Linked DNA regions of Gossypium hirsutum: region 1 is linked to region 2. A link is a contact called in public Hi-C data. All regions are on one chromosome and are shown on one strand. Each heading gives the region's core, a stretch centred on a gene start, on an enhancer-like site or on the middle of the called end of the contact. The rest is flanking DNA. Distances are from core to core; before and after follow the strand shown. Region 1 holds the start of LOC107892690. Region 2 holds the start of LOC107892062.

Region 1 (4,607 bases), core at 130-2,629, 160 kb after region 2:
TATCGACTTGCAAACTGATGCTAGCAGGATCTCTATCTAATCCACCAACAATTTCTTCCATGGCTACCTCTACCTCTACGTCTACTATTTCTATTTCTAGATCAACAAATGAACTATCTGGTGGTTTCTTCCACTATTAATTTCCTTCCACAAAGATTGAGGAATTCTACTTCGGTGCAACCTCTCCAACGAAACCAATTCCAAAACAGAACAATCGTTTTTCCTTACCTATCATCATACCCATTAATTCTTTGCCTGTCGATACCACAGATTGTTCTATACCACCAACCTGAATGGCCTGGTGATTTATAGCATTTAGATGGTTCGAAATCTGAACGGGATTGAAACCCCCCACATCAATCACCTTGTCCACCTTATCATGGGCCATAGAGGAGCCATCATCAAATTTTTTCTGGTTAAGCCCTGATGTTTCCCCATTAGAATTAATGGGTTTCAAAATTTTTGGCCCAACTTTAGGCCTATGTCCAATAAGAACTCCTTTACCTTTCCTATTCGGCCCCATCTTCCTAACCCCATTTGCTCCCTTAGTCATCATTTTTGCCATTCGATCTCCTACATATCTTCAACCTGCCCACTAAATACGTCTTGATTCAATCCATCTTCCTTTTCCAGAATTGAAAATCTAGATCCTCCTTGATTGGCTCTTCGGCCACTGTTTCTAGGTTCACCGTTGCTCCGGGCCTTTCCCCCACGATGCCTCTCAACCAACATCTAAGGGCCAAAGGCCTCTTCCTCCACTCGCTTCTAGATACCCGATGAAACCCCAACTATTCCTAACGATTCATTTTCCTTGCCCGGTTGCGGTCCTTTCGTGCCAATGCAACCTTCAGAGCTATGGCTGTATAAACCACACTGAAAACAGACGTTCCGTAATGATTCATACTCAACCCGCTGTAATTGATCATTGATTCTCACTTTTGAAATTAACAGTTTCTGCAGATCAACACAGACCGCTAATCTAGTAAACTGACCCTTCCTTTCAAGATTCGTATTAATATTGAGTTTGATAACTGGTCCAATAATCTGCCCAATAGCTCTGAGCAAGACCTTTGAGTAGAACCCTTCAAGTAAACCTGGTAATCTAATCCAAACAACTTGAATACTCATATCAGCATTCGTGGATGAAAAATCCAGAGACCATGGACGAACCGTCAGATAATTACCATAAACAACCCAAGGGCCTCCTGTTAACACATTTTTATAGTCATCTGTATCATCAAACTGAACCAAGTAAAACTCATTATCCAAATCCATGAGTTGGAATGAGCCTTTGGGTTTCCACAGAAGCGTAATCTTTTTGCTAAGTGCATTAAACCCAATTTTGGACCCTAAAAGCTTGACGATCACAGTTCTTGACATTTTACGCTCAATAAATTTGTGAACACGATTCGAAAACGTTACCAATGGAACTCCGTCCACCATTTCATAACCACGTCCCCATCTTGCAGTTCAAAACCTTCTTCCATTCTAGTATGTTGTACTGCCTCATGGACATCCCCCATTAGCGTTGCCTTATATGTGATTCTAGTTGTATCCTGGTTTTGGATTTGCTGACCATCTCCATCAACTGTTGGATCATCCGCTTCTTGTGATGACTCCGGTCGCCTTTTCACTTTCTTAGTTACTCTCCTAATGCCGGTATTAGGCCTGCCACCATTATTGTCCACCATCGCCAATATCCCAAGCTAAAAATTACCCTAAAAAATATTTATTTTAAAAATAATATATTATTAAATAATAAAATAATTAATCTATAAAATAATGAATTAAGCATAAAAATTTTAATACTAAAATGAGAAAACAAGTATACTTCGGGTGCCAAATCATACATTAAGCCTAAAAATGGTGGTAAGATTTAAGAAACAAGTTCATACATCGTGAGCCTAATACAAGAAATTGACTCCAAATATTCTGCTACTTGAACCTCCGCTGTTCATGAAACTTGCAAGGCCCATTTCGCGACGTTTCACCAGCTTCTCATCCCGTTTAAAACCAGATCGAGTAACCAAGAATCCCCTGTCTATCACCGTCGCTAAAGAGCTTCACGCGTATTTAATCAAGACCCACCGCCACGATGATTCCTCTTCAATATCTTCCGTTATCAGAGCTTACTGTCTTGCTCCCTTTCATTTGCACAAAGCCTATCTCGTTTTCAATCAAATTAAACTACCCACTTTGTTAAACTTTAATCTCATGATCCGTGGTTTTTCCCAGAGTACCCAACCCATTGAAGCTATTAAAATCTATTACAAAATGTACTGTTTCCACGGTTTTTCTGGTGATAATATGACTTTTATTTTTGTTTTCAAGGCCTGTGCTCGAGTTTTAGATATTAAAACCGGTCAAAAGTTTCATGTTCATGCTGTGAAACTAGGGTTTGATTCCTATTTATTCGTTGCAAATGCGTTGATTCATATGTACTCTAGCTGTGGTGATTTGGATTTTGCGAGGAAAGTGTTTGATACAATGGGCAAAAGAGATTTAGTTTCTTGGAATTCTTTGATTTGTGGGTACAGTCAATGCAAAAAGTTCAAGGAATTGTTGGGTTTGTTTAACGCAATGCAAGAAGATAATGTGAAAGCTGATGCTGTGACAATGGTGAAAGTTATTTTAGCTTGTTGTTATACGGATAACATGGGTTTGGCAGATTCTATGGTCAAATATATTGAGGAAAATTGCATTCATGTTGATGTTTATTTGGGTAACACTTTGATAGATATGTATGGAAAACGTGGTTTAGTTAATTTAGCACGGGAAGTTTTTGATAGAATGCCTGAGAGAAATTTAGTGTCTTGGAATGCATTGATCAAGGGGTACATAAAAGCAGGGCAAGTTGTTGAAGCAAGGAAGGTTTTGACAACATGAAGCAAAGGGATGTGATTTCTTGGACTTCCATGATTACAGGTTACTCTCAAGTTAACCAATTTAAAGATGCATTGAAGCTTTTCCAAGATATGATGGCTGCTAAGGTTACACCTGATGAGATTACAGTGGCTACTGTTCTTTCTACTTGTGCCAACTTGGGTGTTCTTGATGTTGGACAGGCAGTTCATGACTATATCTGCAAGCATGGTATACGAGCCGATGTTTATGTTGGAAACTCCTTGATTGATATGTATTTCAAGTGTGGTGTGGTTAAGAGGGCTTTGGAAGTATTCCACGATATGAAAGAGAAGGATTCTGTTTCATGGACTTCAGTTATCTCAGGACTTGCTGTTAATGGTTTTGCTGATTCTGCACTTGAATATTTCTCACAGATGTTGAAAGATGGTGTTGGCCCAACTCACGGGTGCTTTGTTGGGATTTTGCTTGCATGCACTCATGCTGGATGGGTAGATAAAGGGTTGGAATTTTTTGAAAGTATGGAAAAAGTTCATGGACTAACCCCTGAAATGAAGCATTATGGCTGTGTTGTGGATCTTTTAAGTCGTTCTGGGTATCTAGAAAGGGCCTACGAGTTCATTAAGAAAATGCCTGTACATCCAGATGTGGTACTGTGGAGGATATTGTTGGGTGCATGTAAGCTTCATGGAAATGTAGTCTTAGCTGAGATTGCCACAAACAACCTTATTGAACGGGATCCTTCTAACAGTGGAAATTATGTTCTCTTGTCAAACACTTATGCAATCTCAGATAGATGGGATGCTGCTACGAAAATGAGAGAGTTGATGGACGGGAACAATGTGCAGAAGCCTTCTGGTTGGAGCTCCATTGAAGTAGATAGATGACTTGAATTGTTATTTACTAATTTAATCTTTTATAGAATACACAAAAATTAACAACTTTTTTTAACCCAGCATTTGGCCTATTAATTAAGGATATACACCATACCCTAAGGTCACAGAATTGATTTGCAGATCGTGTCTGTATCCGTGTGATAGTTTAAATGGGTGCTTCTAAGGTGGTGCGGGGCGCCGGGGGGGGGGGGTACGGGCGTAGGTAGGGGCAGTTAGGGTTCCCACCTCAACTTTTTAAAACCTTTTTTTTTAACTATGGAGTTATTTATTCTCAAAATTGATAAAATTCGATTTGGTCCCATTAAAATTAATTTAATGCAATAAATTTATACTTTTTAAGTATACATGGTTATTACTTTTATCTCTTTTTTTTTACATTTGTAATTAATCAAATTATATATTTACATTATTTATTTTATTTTAGTTATATTTTTTTATGCTCATAATAAAAAATTAAAAATAAAATATTACTATTTTTTTTATAAATTAGATATTATTGAAAAATTAAATGCTGAAAATTAAAGATTAAAAAATTAAGTGTTGAATTTAAGTTATAAAATATGTTTAGTATTTTATTTAAAATTAAATACTAAATATAATTATGTTGTTTGATAAATGATAATATAATTTTAACTGAAATAAAATAAAACTAGAATTCATTAAATTTATTTTTTATTAAGTGATAAGTAAGCCTCTATCTACTTATCATTTTCTATACTTTTTGTTAAAGAAAATTCTATTTAATAGTTTTTAGAGTAGGTTATCAAATGTGCTTAAAAAATTTAATTGTTAAAAGTATGAATTTTCAATTAATTAAAATTTTCAACACTTTATCAAACATAATTATCT
Region 2 (4,956 bases), core at 1,817-4,316:
TTTTTTAGTGATAATTATAATTTTTGTAATGTTAATTATAATTGTTGTAGCATTTGATTAATTTTTAGTGTTAATTATAAATTTTAGTGTTAATTATAATTATAATTTTTGTAGCATTTGATTAATTTTTAGTGTTAATTATAATTATAATGTTTGTAGCATTTGATTAATTTTTAGTGTTAATATAAATTTTAGTGTTAATTATAATTTTTAGTGTTAATTATAATTATAATTGTTGTAGCATTTGATTAATTTTTAGTGTTAATTATAATTATAATGTTTGTAGCATTTGATTAAAAAAAATTTAAAATGATTAATTCACCAAAAATAATTTTTGTAGTGTTAATTATAATTTTTCTATCAAACAATATAAGTAATATAAAACATTGTTCAAATATAATTTTTAATCAAAAAATTTAACTAATATAAAACATTGTTTGAAGACCAAAATTAAATATAACATAAATTAAAGATATCAAAAATAAAAATAGTTTAATAATATATTAAAAGATTAAAATAGTTTTAAATGAAACATATCGAAAATAAAAACATATTGAAACTAAAATATAACCAAAATGTTCTTGTTTAAAGTAAAAAGATCAAATTCGAAATGTAAATGCAGTTTAACATGTATATATTGTCTTTTCCGTATTACTAGAAAAGAGTAAATGGTATCATCATTGCAGTGGAGATATTTGTTTATGTCTGTTACCTGATACTTGTCTGTCCACCTGCATCAATAAATAATAAGGATGTTATCAACTTTATAAAATTGACATCACTTGTGTTAATATAAAATCATACATGGACAACCGTGGGATACCATACAGAAACATACAGAAACATATATAGACATACAGAATATAAACATACAGAAACGTAAATTGAATATAAACATATAGAAACATACAAAATATAAACATACAGAAACCATTTCCACTTGAAAACTTCAACAACAGAAACATTGGTTATGGCTTAGGTGCATCATATCAACTCTTCTCTTCATCTTCCCAACCATAGTTACAGTATAAAAAAAAATCTTTTGTTATTAAATGATTTCTAGAATAGCAACACTAAAACAAAACGAATTTTAATCATATTTGCCAAGACAATCCAAACAAGAACCAAATTCCCAAACTTTTTGTTTTAAAACCATTGGAGCTAATGGTATTAGGACAACAAATGAAACTATGAAAAGGCCGGGGCCGTCTTTGCCCCTATTTTATCTTGATTGCGATAGTGCACCACCCAACAACGATAAATGGCAACTTTGTTGACCACCAAGATCAAAAGGAATATACATATATAAATATAGGACTCTTGTAGGAGCCAAAGTGAACCCCTCATCATCATTACACTATCTAATTTCTAAGCCTTCAAAATCCCATTCCTTGGCTGTGAAAGCTTGGATTGAGTGAAGCCTTCTATACTTCACCTTTGCTTCTTTGTTGACAGTTTTCTAAGGTTCTTCACACAAAATAACTGCTAGAATAGGTTTCTCATTGATGAATTAATCAAATAAAAGGTGGATTGGAAAGTATGAACAAAATTTGTTAGTGGTTTCTCTGCAAAAAATCACTATCCCATTTCACTTTCGACCAGGGTAACCTACTCATATCATTTAACCACGTCATGGTGTCATATAAATACGAAAATAGCATTATGCAAATAAATGGTATAATTTTGTACGCGAAACATGCACATGCCAAAGGAGATGAGTAAAAGGTTCACAATTCCAAAGATAGGTAAATGACAGCTTTAATATATTGACAGTGCAAAAGGTATTAAGAAATACTATAAAACTGGACCAAAAGAGAGCTGAAAAGACGGCAATAATAAAACAATAAAACTGGCCATATGACCAATGTTGCAGCAATTGAAGTAGTGTAGATACCAGCTGATAAGATTACCAAGTAGACATTCACAGAACACAAGGCAAATAACAACTTTTGATCTCTCTATCTTTCATTTTCTAAAGCTACGAGAATTATATAACTTTTTGAATAATGGCAGCTAGGTTGTCCAGTAACAGTTATATATTAGTTTAATTACAAATTTCATCACAAAATCTTTTCTTTATGATACAATAATAATGCCTGCACAACACTTTAAACAAATAATGGCTTGAGATATTAATTAGACTGATATAAAGAGATTAAGTTGTCAGTCATAATTCTCACATATAAAAGGATCAATATTTAAGTATATTAGGATGATAAACCAAGTCCTAAACAAGCCATTCAAGGGATTAGAGTAACCTATTGGGGAACTCCAAGAATAGAATGGGTACCATAAGTAACAGTCCAGGTGAAATACAAGTAAAGGTATTCAACATTCACCAAAGACATGCCCAAAATAGACAAAACACCAAAAACAAAATGAGGAATGAAGGATTTCTCCATTTCCCTTTTATACCCTAAAAGCCAACCAATTAAAAAATTTTAAAAACAAAAAACTGGCAAAAATGGGTTTATCAGAAGACTATTACCATTATCGGCTGAAATAGAAACATCAACATCAAAATAATTACAAAGATGCAAACAAACCATCAACAAAGATGCAAACAAAGCTGATGTATGGTTCATGTAATTACAAAGATGCAAACAAACCTTTGCTGAAATAGAAATGAAGAAGAAGCAGTAATTTGGTATTACCTTAAAAAGGCTTGGGCAAATTCACGAACGAGCCTTTCCAAAGGCAGTTTCTGATGAGGAGTTCAGTACTTTGCTGGTACTGATAGATTTCACTGCATCCAATAGAAACTTTATTTCTTCAATTCGTGTAAACAAAAAGAAAACATGACTGAAAGGGGAAAAGAAAAGTTGAGCAGAAAAAGTCTCAACCGAAAGGGGGAAAAGAAAATTTGAAAGAGGTGAAAGAAAATGTACCGGGAGATGAAGATGAAGGGCAAATGGATGCTTGATTTGGGGAAGAAGAAATCTGGAGTGAATTTTGGGAAGAAGAGAGGCAGGTTATTTTCGTCTAAGACCTAAACGGTGTTACCTTGAATGGGTATGCAGACCCCAACCCCTGAATACCTAAACGGTGAGATGAGGGAATGATAATTTAATAGCTATTTAGTGGAATAGAGGAAACGGTGAACCAAATGCATGCAACACTGTAGCACGCGGATTTGATGCGAAATGGAATAGCAATTTCATCCAACCAAACGTGCTCTAATAAAAGTCATTTTTTTTAAAATTACTGAAATGAGCTCGGTAAAAAAATAATTACTGAAATGACTTAATTTCTCGAAAACGTAATCACGTCAGTGCGTTGTCAGGTGACAAAGCAGGAAAACGCTTCCTCAAGGAAGCACTTTGTCCACGTGGACAGAAAACGCGTCCTTGATGACGCGCTTTGTATCCACGTGGACAAAGCTCTTCCTTGAGGAAGCGTTTTTCCTGTGTTGCTACAGTACCAACGATAAAAAAAATAGCCGTTGGTGCCCCTCAAACGGTAAAAAAAACTATAAAACCCCATTTTATTTTTTTCACACTTAAATCATTTCTCTCAAATTCTCTCATATTTCTAACGAATATTCTTTCATATTTCTCTCAAATTCCTCTTAAATTCCTCTTAAAGCTCTATTTAATTATTTTAAATAAAGCTCTAATTTTATTGTTTTTGAATTTTTTTAAATCATAAAAATTTGATCGTGTTAGCAATGGCCGGAGAATTAATTTGTCTCGATAACAAGCACATATCTGTCGAACAAATGAAAATGGTAAGTGTTAAATTTAATTTTTAAATATTATTTAAGATTTTTTTTCATTTATGCAATTTTAAATAATTTTTATTTTATTATTTCTTATAAAAGTCTGTAGATCGGATATTACAATGCTATATCCGTAATATGCATGGTCCTCCATCACCGTTGATAGAGAATTGCCTGCGGAAAGTAGGTTTTTGTCACGTGGCGACGGTAGGCCGGGGATGCAAGTTGGACCAGAACTCATTAGTGCGTTGATAGAGAGGTGGAGACCTGAGACACACACATTCCATCTTCCATGTAGAGAGTGTACTATCACGTTGGAAGACGTAAATTTGCAATTGGGATTACCGGTGGACGGGTACGCAGTCACCGGGTCTGTTCAATCTGGTGATTGGGGAGCGGTATGCTACGAGCTTTTAGGTGTTATTCCGGAGAATATTAACGGAGGTCGGATCGAGATAGGCTGGTTACGAGACACATTCCCTGAGCTAGATGATGATTCTACCGAACTAGAAATAATCTGATATGCTCGTGCATACATTCTTGAGATCATTGGAGGTTATTTGATGTTGGACTTGTCACGGAACCTTGTACATCTGAGATGGCTATTGAAACTTGTTGATTTTAGAGCAGCTGGTGAATTTAGTTAGGGGTCTGCCGTGTTGGCAACATTAACGGAGGTCGGATCGAGATAGGCTGGTTACGAGACACATTCCTAGAGCCGGATGATGATTCTACCAAACTAGAAAGAATTCGATATGCTCAGGCATACATTCTTGAGATCATTGGAGGTTATTTGATGTCGGACTTGTCACGGAACCTTGTACATCTGAGATGGCTACTGAAACTTGTTGATTTTAGAGCAGCTAGTGAATTTAGTTAGGGGTCTGCCATGTTGGCAACATTAACGGAGGTCGGATCGAGATAGGTTGGTTATGAGACACATTCTCGGAGCCGGATGATGATTCTACCGAACTAGAAAGAATTTGATATGCTCGGGCATACATTCTTGAGATTATTAGAGGTTATTTAATGTCGGACTTGTCACAGAACCTTATACATCTGAGATGGCTACTGAAACTTGTTGATTTTAGAGCAGCTGGTGAATTTAGTTAGGGTCCGTCGTGTTGGCAACATTGTATCGGGAGATGTGCGGGGCGACGCGATCAAATAAAGTGAAAATCGGAGGTTGCCTATCACTACTGCAGTCATGGGCATGGTTTCGCTTTCCATTTTTACGT

What was found. A called contact is a pair of places that touch in the nucleus more often than the background predicts.
Region 1: a Hi-C map of leaf shows a contact between it and region 2, with 2.1 times the contacts expected there. The contact joins the promoter of LOC107892690 here to the promoter of LOC107892062 in region 2. A contact is called at or near these places in 4 of 34 Hi-C or Micro-C datasets (callus, hypocotyl and leaf).

Annotation. Positions count from the first base shown.
Region 1 is chrD09:15,111,216-15,115,822 of Gossypium_hirsutum_v2.1, forward strand. It overlaps LOC107892690, which reads right to left and starts at 1,380. Exons shown (of 1, transcript XM_016817749.1): 1 at 766-1,380. The coding sequence starts at 1,380. The coding sequence ends at 766. It overlaps LOC107892059 (pentatricopeptide repeat-containing protein At2g29760, chloroplastic), which reads left to right and starts at 1,845. Exons shown (of 2, transcript XM_016817030.2): 1 at 1,845-2,869; 2 at 2,872-3,857. The coding sequence starts at 1,957. The coding sequence ends at 3,749.
Region 2 is chrD09:14,953,232-14,958,187 of Gossypium_hirsutum_v2.1, forward strand. LOC107892062 reads right to left here and starts at 3,067. Exons shown (of 6, transcript XM_016817033.2): 1 at 2,889-3,067; 2 at 2,655-2,746; 3 at 713-731.